3 separate regions of the Sus scrofa genome follow, and all the other regions are linked to region 2. Evidence: chromatin contacts called from public HiChIP or PLAC-seq data. All regions are on one chromosome and are shown on one strand. Each heading gives the region's core, a stretch centred on a gene start, on an enhancer-like site or on the middle of the called end of the contact. The rest is flanking DNA. Distances are from core to core; before and after follow the strand shown.

Region 1 (3,034 bases), core at 327-2,826, 320 kb before region 2:
AGGGTGGAGGTATGATCCTCCTATAAGGAAGAGGATGCATGAGTCATCACAATCGACAATCTAATCTCTGCGCATAAAATGGGGGATTAAATCATTGGAAGAAAATAAGATTAGAGAAAAGCTGAACAATGATTAGAACGGAAAAGTTTAAAACTTAAAAAAAAATTTGTCCAGACTTAAACACCAAGGTACTTTAAGGAATTTAAGGCTGGACCATCTGTCTTAAATTATGATTTGTGTGTTATCTTTGCAATATAATTTTATTGGGGGCAAGTACTTCTTTTAGCACTGCCTTCTTGGTCTCCTTTTTAATACTCTTCCCTTCAAGAAGTACAAACAAAACTCCCTATTAACACAGGGAGAATTAGAGATGACTGAGGTGAAAAGGTGGCAGATCTTTTTTTTTTTTTTTTTTTTTTTTTGGCCTTTTCTAAGGCCACACCCATGGCATATGGAGGTTCCCAGGCTAGGGGTCTTATCGGAGCAATCAGAGCTGTAGCTGCCGGCCTATGCCACAGCCACAGCAACGCCAGATCCAAGCTGAGTCTGCGACCTACACCACAGCTCACGGCAATGCTGGATCCTTAACCCACTGAGTGAGGCCAGGGATCGAACCCGCAACTTCATGGTTCCTAGTCAGATTCGTTAACCACTGCGCCAGGATAAGAACTCCCTGATCAAAGTAATCTTGATGAAAAAGAAAAATACAGAGCTCCTGCCATGGCACAATGGATTAAGAGTCCCTCTGTAGCAACTCGAGTCACTGCAGAGGCAAGGGTTCTGGCTAAAGATCCCGTGTTGCCACAGCTGTCCCATGGGTCGCAGCTGCAGCTCAGATTCAATCCCTGGACTAGGAACTTCATGTTCCACAGGTGTGGCCATTAGAAAGGAAGGAAGGAAAGAGAAAGAAAGAAAGAAAGAAAGAAAGAAAGAAAGAAAGAAAGAAAGAAAGAAAGAAAAAGAAAGAGGGAAGGGGAAAGAGAGAGGAAGGAAAAAGGAAAGGAAAGGAAAGGAAAGGAAAGGAAAGGAAAAAAATGTATTACCAAGCTTCATTTGGAGCACAAATAACACCCAGTTGCTCCTCAAGCAGAAACTAGGGATTCTCCGAGTTCTGACTTTAAAAGGTTTAATATTAATCTGCCAAAACAGTGGTCTTTCAGAAACATCAGGAATTATGTGATGCTCAGGAGAAAAAAAAAATCCTTCTCTTTCTACTGAGTCTCTTATGTTCAACACTCGGTAGAGATGCAGCTTTTAGTATAAGGCTTGCTCCTAAGCGGAATGAGCATACTAACACTAGAGGGCGCTGAAGTTTCCAAACACGAATCTCTGAGGGGGCTTTATTCTCACCCCGCTGAGGATGCGGTCACGTGTCTCTTCCTCTGACCCAGGCAGAAACCAAGGCGCAGAGCATTTCAACGACAGCGCTTTCCTAAGTTCACCAGTTCAATACTGCCTGCTTAAATACCCAAACACCTGAGGCAGAAGGACGCAGTAACGTTTCATTAGTCACCAACCATCTGATGAACATAATGACTCATCCCCTGAGATCTGGTTGTGACGGGTCGAGGGTGGCGGAAGATGTGCAAGACAATGGCGCACCATGAACACGGAAAAGAGAAGTGGCAGGAGGAGGCCGGGCTGAGAGAACACAAATGTTTCACCATCAGAGCTCTAGTGGGAGTTCAAGTGCAAAGAATTATTACAATGAGTCTTGGGAGAAAACTAGCCAATTTCAGGGATTTTTTTGATGAAAATAGGCATAAGTAAGAGATATTTGCATATTCCACTGAGATATACCATTAAACTCCAGCTGGTCTTGCAGAAATGTTTGCTGTTGGTATTCTTTGGGTTTGTGACCAGTAACAAGTACACTGAAAAAGTCTATTAATAAGCATCTTCTCATTTTCCTGTCAGACCTGAAATCAGGACCCCGGAGAAAGGTGACCAGCAGTTCACTTTTCTCTGTTAAATTCAGAAATGCTAGTTTGTTTTAGAGAAAAATTTTGTATCGGTGCCATATCCATAAGTCACACTATTATTATACTCATCTTTCTTTTTCTTCATAAGTGTAAGAGACTCAATGATTCATTCCTCAGCAGGTTCTTATGGACCATCTATTATGAACCAAGCACTGTTCTAGGTGCTGGGGACTAAGTTGGAAAAAGAACAGTTTACATTGTAGCAGGGTTCACAGACACTGTTGAAATCAAATTTATAATACCATGGCAGGTAGTGATAAACATTTTGAACAGTAATCAAGTGAGGTAAGAGAAGGATGCAGCTCGCATTTTAGGAGAGGTATATGGTATGTTGGTGACAGCTCAGACTAGTTCATCAGAGCCGATGAATAAATTTTTAGGAATTTTGCTAGCCATGATTAAAAGAATAAATTTTGGGAGTTCCCATCGTGGCTCAGTGGTTAATAAACCCAACTAATATCCATGAGGCTGTGGGATCAATCTCTGGCTTTGCTCATTGGGTTAAGGATCTGGAGTTGCTGTGAACTGTGGTGTAGGCCAGCGGCTATAGCTCTGATTCAACCCCTAGCCTGGGAACCTCCATATGCGGTGGGGGCGGCCCTAAAAAAGCAAAGATAAATAAATAAATAAATAAATAAATAAATAAATTGCAAGGAAATTTAGTAAGAACCCAGATAGATAAAGGAGATCTTTTAAATGTCTTATCTAACACCCTGAAGCTAACACAATATTGTAAATAACTATATTCCAACAAGTTTGTTTAAAATAGCCTTATTAACCAATGGCAAGATTTGGCTCCTGATTCAAACAATTTTGAAAAATTAAGATGCTTATGGAGTTTCTGTCATGGTGCAATGGAAACGAATCTAAGAACCATGAGGTTTCTGGATTCGATCCCTGGCCTGGTTCAGTGGGTTAGGTATCTGGCGTTGCTGTGAGCTGTGGTGTAGGTCACAGATGCAGCTTGGATCTCATGTTGCTGTGGCTGTGGTACAGGCCAGCGGCTACAGCTCTGATTGAACCGCTAGCCTGGGAACCTCCATATGCTGTGG
Region 2 (2,969 bases), core at 117-2,616:
TTCCTGCAGCCCCCATTTCCCACCCCAGACTTCTGACCTTCCATGGATTTTTTTTTTTTTTTTTGGTTTGTTTTTTAGGGCTGCCCCTGTGACATATGGGAAGCTCCCAGGCTAGGGGTAGAATCTGAGCTGTAGCCTACACCACAGCTCACAGCAACTCCAGATCCTTCAACCCACTGAGCGAGGCCAGGAATCGAACCTGCATCCTCATGGATACTAGTTGTGTTCATTACCAATGAGCCACAGTGGGAACTCCTCTTGGTCAGGTTCTTAACACGCTGAGCCACAAGGAGAGCCCCTGATCTTCTAGGGATTCCGATGTGCTATATATAAGGTCTCTGAATACTCCCCAGCCCCTTTGTTTCTTAAGATGCCTTGCAAACCAAATCGCAGGAGGAGATGTTGCTGATCATGCTTGTCTTCCCAGATAGGCCTGAAAAGTATTTGGTGAATTTCCAAATGGCCGTTTGGGAGCAGCGGAGAGAAATTCTACAATTAAGGCCAGTATTCTTCAGTTTGAAATACGGAGACTGGAGTAATTGGAGAAGGTGATAGTGACTGTTTCTGAAACGATTATTAGGATCGACTATTTGGCACCGAAAATGCTGGAGAGAAGGCTGGATCCCTGGCTAAATATGGTGCCAACACCTCGTTTTACAAGGGCTGATGCGTTTTTCTCATCCACCAAGAATGTTCATTGGCAGGTTTTTCTCTGGCCCTCGCAGCGCAGTTACGGTGGTGTGGCCTCTTGACATGCAATGATTCTGGGTCACTTTCTCAAGCTTGAACTTGTGGATGTGGCAGTGGCTGTTTCCAGACAGAAAACACTGGAATCCTGGAAAGAGGTGAAAAAACTACCAACCACGATTTCGCACTTGGATCCAACTGACTTAGGAAAGCAAGCCCTGAGGGTTTTCCACGTGCATGAGAGACCCAGGCGCTCTGTCCCACCCTCTGAGGGCTCGCCTCTGAAGAGGGCTCTTGCTTTGTCTACATGGTATCAGAAAACATTCCTGCTGTGTTTTATGCTTTTTTGGTCTTTATACCAAGAGAAGAATGATTTTGAGACTCCAGTTGCATACGCCACCTTTAAGGGTATAATTTCTGTTGGCGTCGTGAGTGCTTTTCTTCCCCATCTTTGCTGAACCCATTGGGGGGAGAAAAAAGACAGAGGAGAAGGCAGATGGAGCCCCAAATCTCATCTTTCTGCCTGTTAAAGCTGACAGCAGAAAAAGCAGACTAGATCTGTGGGCAAATGGACTGCGGATCTGGGGCCAAATATTGGCAGGGCTGCCCTTCTGGCTACCGCTGTCCTCTGCACAGGGCAGGGGTGGAGTGAAGCTTTACTGCTCTGCTTCCTGTTGGGTCGAGAGCCATATAGGGCATTTCTCCTCTGCTGTTTGGAAGAGAGGAAGAGGAAGAGGAGGCACGAGGGGCCAGGCCGGGCATGCCCAGTCTCCCCAGAGACTCACCCATCAGGGCAGCGCCTCCACCATCCAGGAAGGGGTGAGTGGGGGCTGCCGGAGGGCCACTGTGTTCACGGGCACACAACACAGCAACGGGAGCATCTTCATTGGAAGAAGACTCTCTCCAACAGTCTGAAATGCTCTCAGTCGGCGTTTCCTACTCATCAGCTTTAGTTTCTATTCCTGTCCCCACTCCCCGCCCTTGAACCCTCTAATGTGAGCAAGAAAGAAAAACCACCCAGTGTGAAAAGAACCCTGGATTGGGTGTTGGGAGACCTGGTCCTGGTTGAGGCTGGCAGGTGAGGCACAAGGGCTCTGAGGGTCTTGTCTTCCTGGAGGCTCTGTTCACCTGCTGCCTGAGGTGGGGACGTGCACGCCTTGCTCAGCGAGCCCAAGGACCCCAATGCTCCGGGTCCCCGCTTTTCCCGCTGGGGACCTCGCCTCTTCTCTCTTCTCACCCTGGTTCCTTCCGTAGTCTTTTAGACGGCAGTAGGTCTTTCCCACATAAACACCCTCTCCAGCAACTTCCCAGTCTCTGTACCTTCTTCTTTGTAAGACAACATGTTTAAACATTGTTGGACGGTCCCAGCTCTGGGCTCAGCCACCCTTCAGAGCAGCCTGGCCTCTGGCTTCTGGCCATGCGATGCCCCCACGTGACTCTCACTCAAGTGGCCAATGGCCTTCATGCGGCTCAACCCAGCGGACACTTCCGTTCTCTTTGTACTTGATTTCTCAGCATTAATCAACACTGCTGACCATTCCCTGCTTTTCAGAAATCTCATTTCCCTTTGTTTTCCTGACACCACACTTTCTTGGTTATTTGCCTTTGAAGGCTCTTTTTCTTCAAGTCAGCTGGGTTGTGGTGTTCTGCAATCCCTAGATGTTCTCTAGTTTTCACTCTGTTCTTCCTCAGTGGAAGAAAGTTAGACCATTTATTTATTCATTCAATACATTTTGTTGTTGTTTTGTGGTTGTTTTTAGGGCTGCACCTGCAGCATTTGGAAGTTCCCAGGCTAGGAGTCGAATTGGAGCTACAGCTGCTGGTCTACACCACAGCCACAGCAATGCCAGATCCAAGGTGAATCTGCGAGCCACACCACAGACCACGGTCACCCACAGAGCAGGGCCAGGGGGTCAAACCTGCGTCCTCATGGATACTAGTCAGGTGTGTTTCCGCTGACCCACAATAGGAACTCCTGCAATATATTTTAATGAGCAACTATTATGTGGTAAGCACCATTGTAGGCATGGAGAATTCAACAGTGGAAAAAATAACAAAAAATCTCAAATTCCCTGCTCTGATGGGGCTTAGGGGGACAAGGAAGTCAGTAAATAAATATGTATCAACCGTAATAAGTTCTATAAAGAAAAATAAATTGGGGAGAGGGAATAAGTGTGTGTATGGGGGGAGTGATGCTATAGTTCCATTGAAGGGTCAGGGAGGCCAGACTCTTGAAAGAAATGAATGAGGACTTTTGGTATTGGGGTAATACTGGCTTCATA
Region 3 (3,065 bases), core at 54-2,553, 260 kb after region 2:
CACGGCAATGCCGGATCTTTAACCCACTGAGCAAGGGCAGGGACGGAACCCGCAACCTCATGGTTCCTAGTCAGATTCGTTAACCACTGCGCCACGACGGGAACTCCTGTAGCTCCAATTTCACCCCTAGCCTGGGAACTTACATATGCCCAGGGTGCAGCCCTAAAAAGCATATGGAAGTTCCCAGGCTAGGGGTCAAATCGGAGCTGTAGCTGCTGGCCTATGCTGGAGCCACAGCAATGCAGGATCTGAGACATGTCTGCGACCTACACCACAGCTCACAGCAACGCCGGATCGTTAACCCACTGAGCAAGGCCAGGAATCAAACCCACAACCTCATGGTTCCTAGTTGGATTGTTAACCACTGCACAAGGACGGGAACTCCTACACCTTAATTTTATTGAGTGCTCTGTGTCAATTATATCTTTAAAAAACTGGAAGAATAAAATAAATAAATAAAAGAATCCAAGTCAATAGAATATTTTATTTTATTTTATTTATTTGTGCCACACCTGTGGCATATGGAGGTTCCCAGGCTAGGAGTCAAGTTGGAACTGCAGCTGCCAGCCTACACCACAGCCACAGCAACGCCAGATCCTTAACCCACTGATTGAGGCCAGGGATCGGACCTGCATCCTCTTGGATATTAGTTGGGTTCATTACTGCTGAACCACAATGGGAAATCCAGAAAATTTTAAAAATAATAATAGAAAGGAGAATAAAAGCAATTCTACCACTTAGATAAGTACCCTTAATATTCTGGTATATTTCCTTCCAGTCTTTCTTCTATGTATATAAACTTTTTTTGGTATTAGTGGTGTTTGTTTTATACATTGCTGTGGTTGACCAAAATGCTCATTTGGTGTGCTTCTGTATTTTTTTCACTTAAACTCACATCACGAGTGTTTCCCTGTGTGGATATGCAGTCTTCTTAAGTGTTTTTAACTGGCTGCCTGAATTCTTAATTCAGGATGGCTCCTCCTTACAGCCTCTTCTTTCCCCCCAGGCTCCTCCCAGATGAGCCTCTCTGTGCTTAGAAAAGGCAGCTCATTTTATCCTAAACCAGCCTTGGCTGGCAAAGGAAATCTGCTGTCCCCCAACCTCATCATGCATTTCACGACCTCGGAATTATCAGTGTGGAATAATTCACATCACTGCCCTTAATTATCCAGCTCACTGCCTTCTTCATTAGCATGGAGGGAGGAACCCGGCTGGGCTGAATTCTCTCCAGAGCCTCAGTCACGTCTGATGAGTGAATGGCTTTGAAAATGGCCTCTGCTCCAGCAGTCACTGCGGTTAGTGCCCTGCACTGGCAAAGCCCGTCACTGCTCTCGCCTCCCTGGGTCAGCAGCGAGGAGAAGGGGCGGAGTCGTGGGGGCTGGAGGCGGGAGGGAGGGTCAGGTCGCCCCTGGCTCCTCTCACCTCTCCTCCCTTCTTCCAGCCCCCAGAGCTCGCTCTCCCGTTTGATCCAGCTTCCCCTCTACAGAAGAAAGGAGCTTGGTCGGACCAGCTTGCTGGTGAGACAATAGCAACTTACAGCCCTGTAATACTTGTCATTCCTCCACCTCCCTGGCCCTCCCCTCCCCACCCCCACTCAGGACGGCCCCTAACAAAAGCCCCCACCCCGCCGTTTGACCCCCCAAGGCAGGCCAAAGCTGACTCAAAGCAGGGATTTGAATCTGTTTACACGGAGTGGACCAAAGACCCGCAAACCAGCCACATTCAATTTACTAACCTCTAACTCAGGCAGAAACACGAGTTAGCATCCTCATGTTTTGTTTTGTTTTGTTTTGTTTTAATAGGAGCCAAGTAAAGCAATATAATCTCAAACCTATCTACAACGTTTTTAGAGGTCTGAAGCAGGCTGTAAACACACTTCCAGAGTAAAACAGTACCATGATGGTGCACCACCATTTTTCCGCAGGAGCGCCTGTCAGAAGCTCTTTATTTAGAAATGACCCACCTTTGCAAAGTCTCTACCACTGAAAAGGAATTCCCGGTAGAGAGGCATTTGTGTGGCCCTGAACGCTCGTCTGTGAACACTACGGCTAAGTGCTGCTTTCGAAAAGGCTGGCACCACCATAACCTGTTGGTTTGCCTCCCATCCCTGGCTCAAAAAATACGTATGTAAAGTCTGCTGGCCTAGGGCTGGGGCTCCTCACTCACCAGCTGGGACCGTCCGAGGCTGTTTCCTCCCCAGTCCCAGGGCGAACAGAGGCTCCTTGTCTGGAAGGAGGCCGGCCAGGAAGTGCCTGCTGTTCCAGTGTAAACGTGGACGTTCACTCAAGAAGTCAGCCTGTCTCGAGAAGGAGCTCTGATCACACAGGTTGGAGCAATTAGGGCCGGGAGCTGCGACAGTGACAAATAGGAAACTGCAGCTCATCTCTGAGCGGCAGGCTGCTTCTGGGGTGATTCTTTGCTAGAGCTTCAGCAAGATTGTCTTGGGGGACTGCAAGATGTGACGGATTTATATGACAGAAGTGTTGGTCTTCAGGAAAAATTCTCTTAATCTTTCTGAGTCACACTTTGCTAATAGGAACCGCTGGAAGACTCCTCTTCATAGGCTACGTGTTCTTCAATCCCTCTGGTAAATACATTTTCCAATAGTCTCACTTCTATATTTACATACTTGCTTGTTCTATTTTTAAATTACAGTATATTTTAGGGCAGTTTAAGGTTCACAGCAAAATTGAGGGGAAGATATTTCCCATACACCCCCACCCCATGCATAGCCTCCCCCATTATCAACATCCCCCACCAGAGTGGCGGGTTTGTTCCCATGGATGAACCCACATGAACACATCACAGTCACTTAAAGTCCATAGTTTACATGAGGGATTACTCTCAGTGCTATACCTTCTATGGGTTTGGACAAATGCATGCAGACAAGCATCCTTCCTTATAATATCCTGTAGAGGTTGTTTTTTTTGTTTTTGTTTTTGGTTTTTTGTCTTTTTAGGGTCACACCCACGGCATATGGAGGTTCCCAGGTTAGGGGACAAATCGGAGCTGCAGCTGCTGGTCTATACCGCAGCCACAGCAACATGGGATCCGAGCTGTGTCTG

The links. HiChIP or PLAC-seq counts read pairs in DNA pulled down with a chosen protein or histone mark.
Region 1: a contact with region 2 is called in an H3K27ac HiChIP or PLAC-seq map of alveolar macrophages. The contact joins two enhancer-like sites. A contact is called at or near these places in 2 of 47 Hi-C or Micro-C datasets (embryonic fibroblasts and fibroblasts) and 1 of 2 datasets of contacts at active chromatin or transcription factors (alveolar macrophages).
Region 3: an H3K27ac HiChIP or PLAC-seq map of alveolar macrophages shows a contact between it and region 2. The contact joins two enhancer-like sites. A contact is called at or near these places in 1 of 47 Hi-C or Micro-C datasets (heart right ventricle) and 1 of 2 datasets of contacts at active chromatin or transcription factors (alveolar macrophages).

The regions. Positions count from the first base shown.
Region 1 is chr8:29,296,860-29,299,893 of Sscrofa11.1, forward strand. No RefSeq gene overlaps it. Among named protein-coding and RNA genes, the nearest start is that of PGM2, 9.3 kb to the right of the region's middle. Within about 2 kb of position 1,577, at least 27 of the 83 cell types and tissues checked have an H3K27ac peak or open chromatin away from gene starts, as enhancers often do. A contact at or near this core is called in alveolar macrophages, where this site is marked.
Region 2 is chr8:29,619,720-29,622,688 of Sscrofa11.1, forward strand. LOC106504619 (a long non-coding RNA gene) reads right to left here. Exons shown (of 3, transcript XR_001298249.2): 1 at 1,473-2,969. Among named protein-coding and RNA genes, the nearest start is that of MIR9840, 72 kb to the left of the region's middle. Within about 2 kb of position 1,367, at least 18 of the 83 cell types and tissues checked have an H3K27ac peak or open chromatin away from gene starts, as enhancers often do. A contact at or near this core is called in alveolar macrophages, where this site is marked.
Region 3 is chr8:29,879,353-29,882,417 of Sscrofa11.1, forward strand. The region is part of intron 2 of LOC100510918 (a long non-coding RNA gene); the gene reads right to left. Among named protein-coding and RNA genes, the nearest start is that of KLF3, 140 kb to the right of the region's middle. Within about 2 kb of position 1,304, at least 26 of the 83 cell types and tissues checked have an H3K27ac peak or open chromatin away from gene starts, as enhancers often do. A contact at or near this core is called in alveolar macrophages, where this site is marked.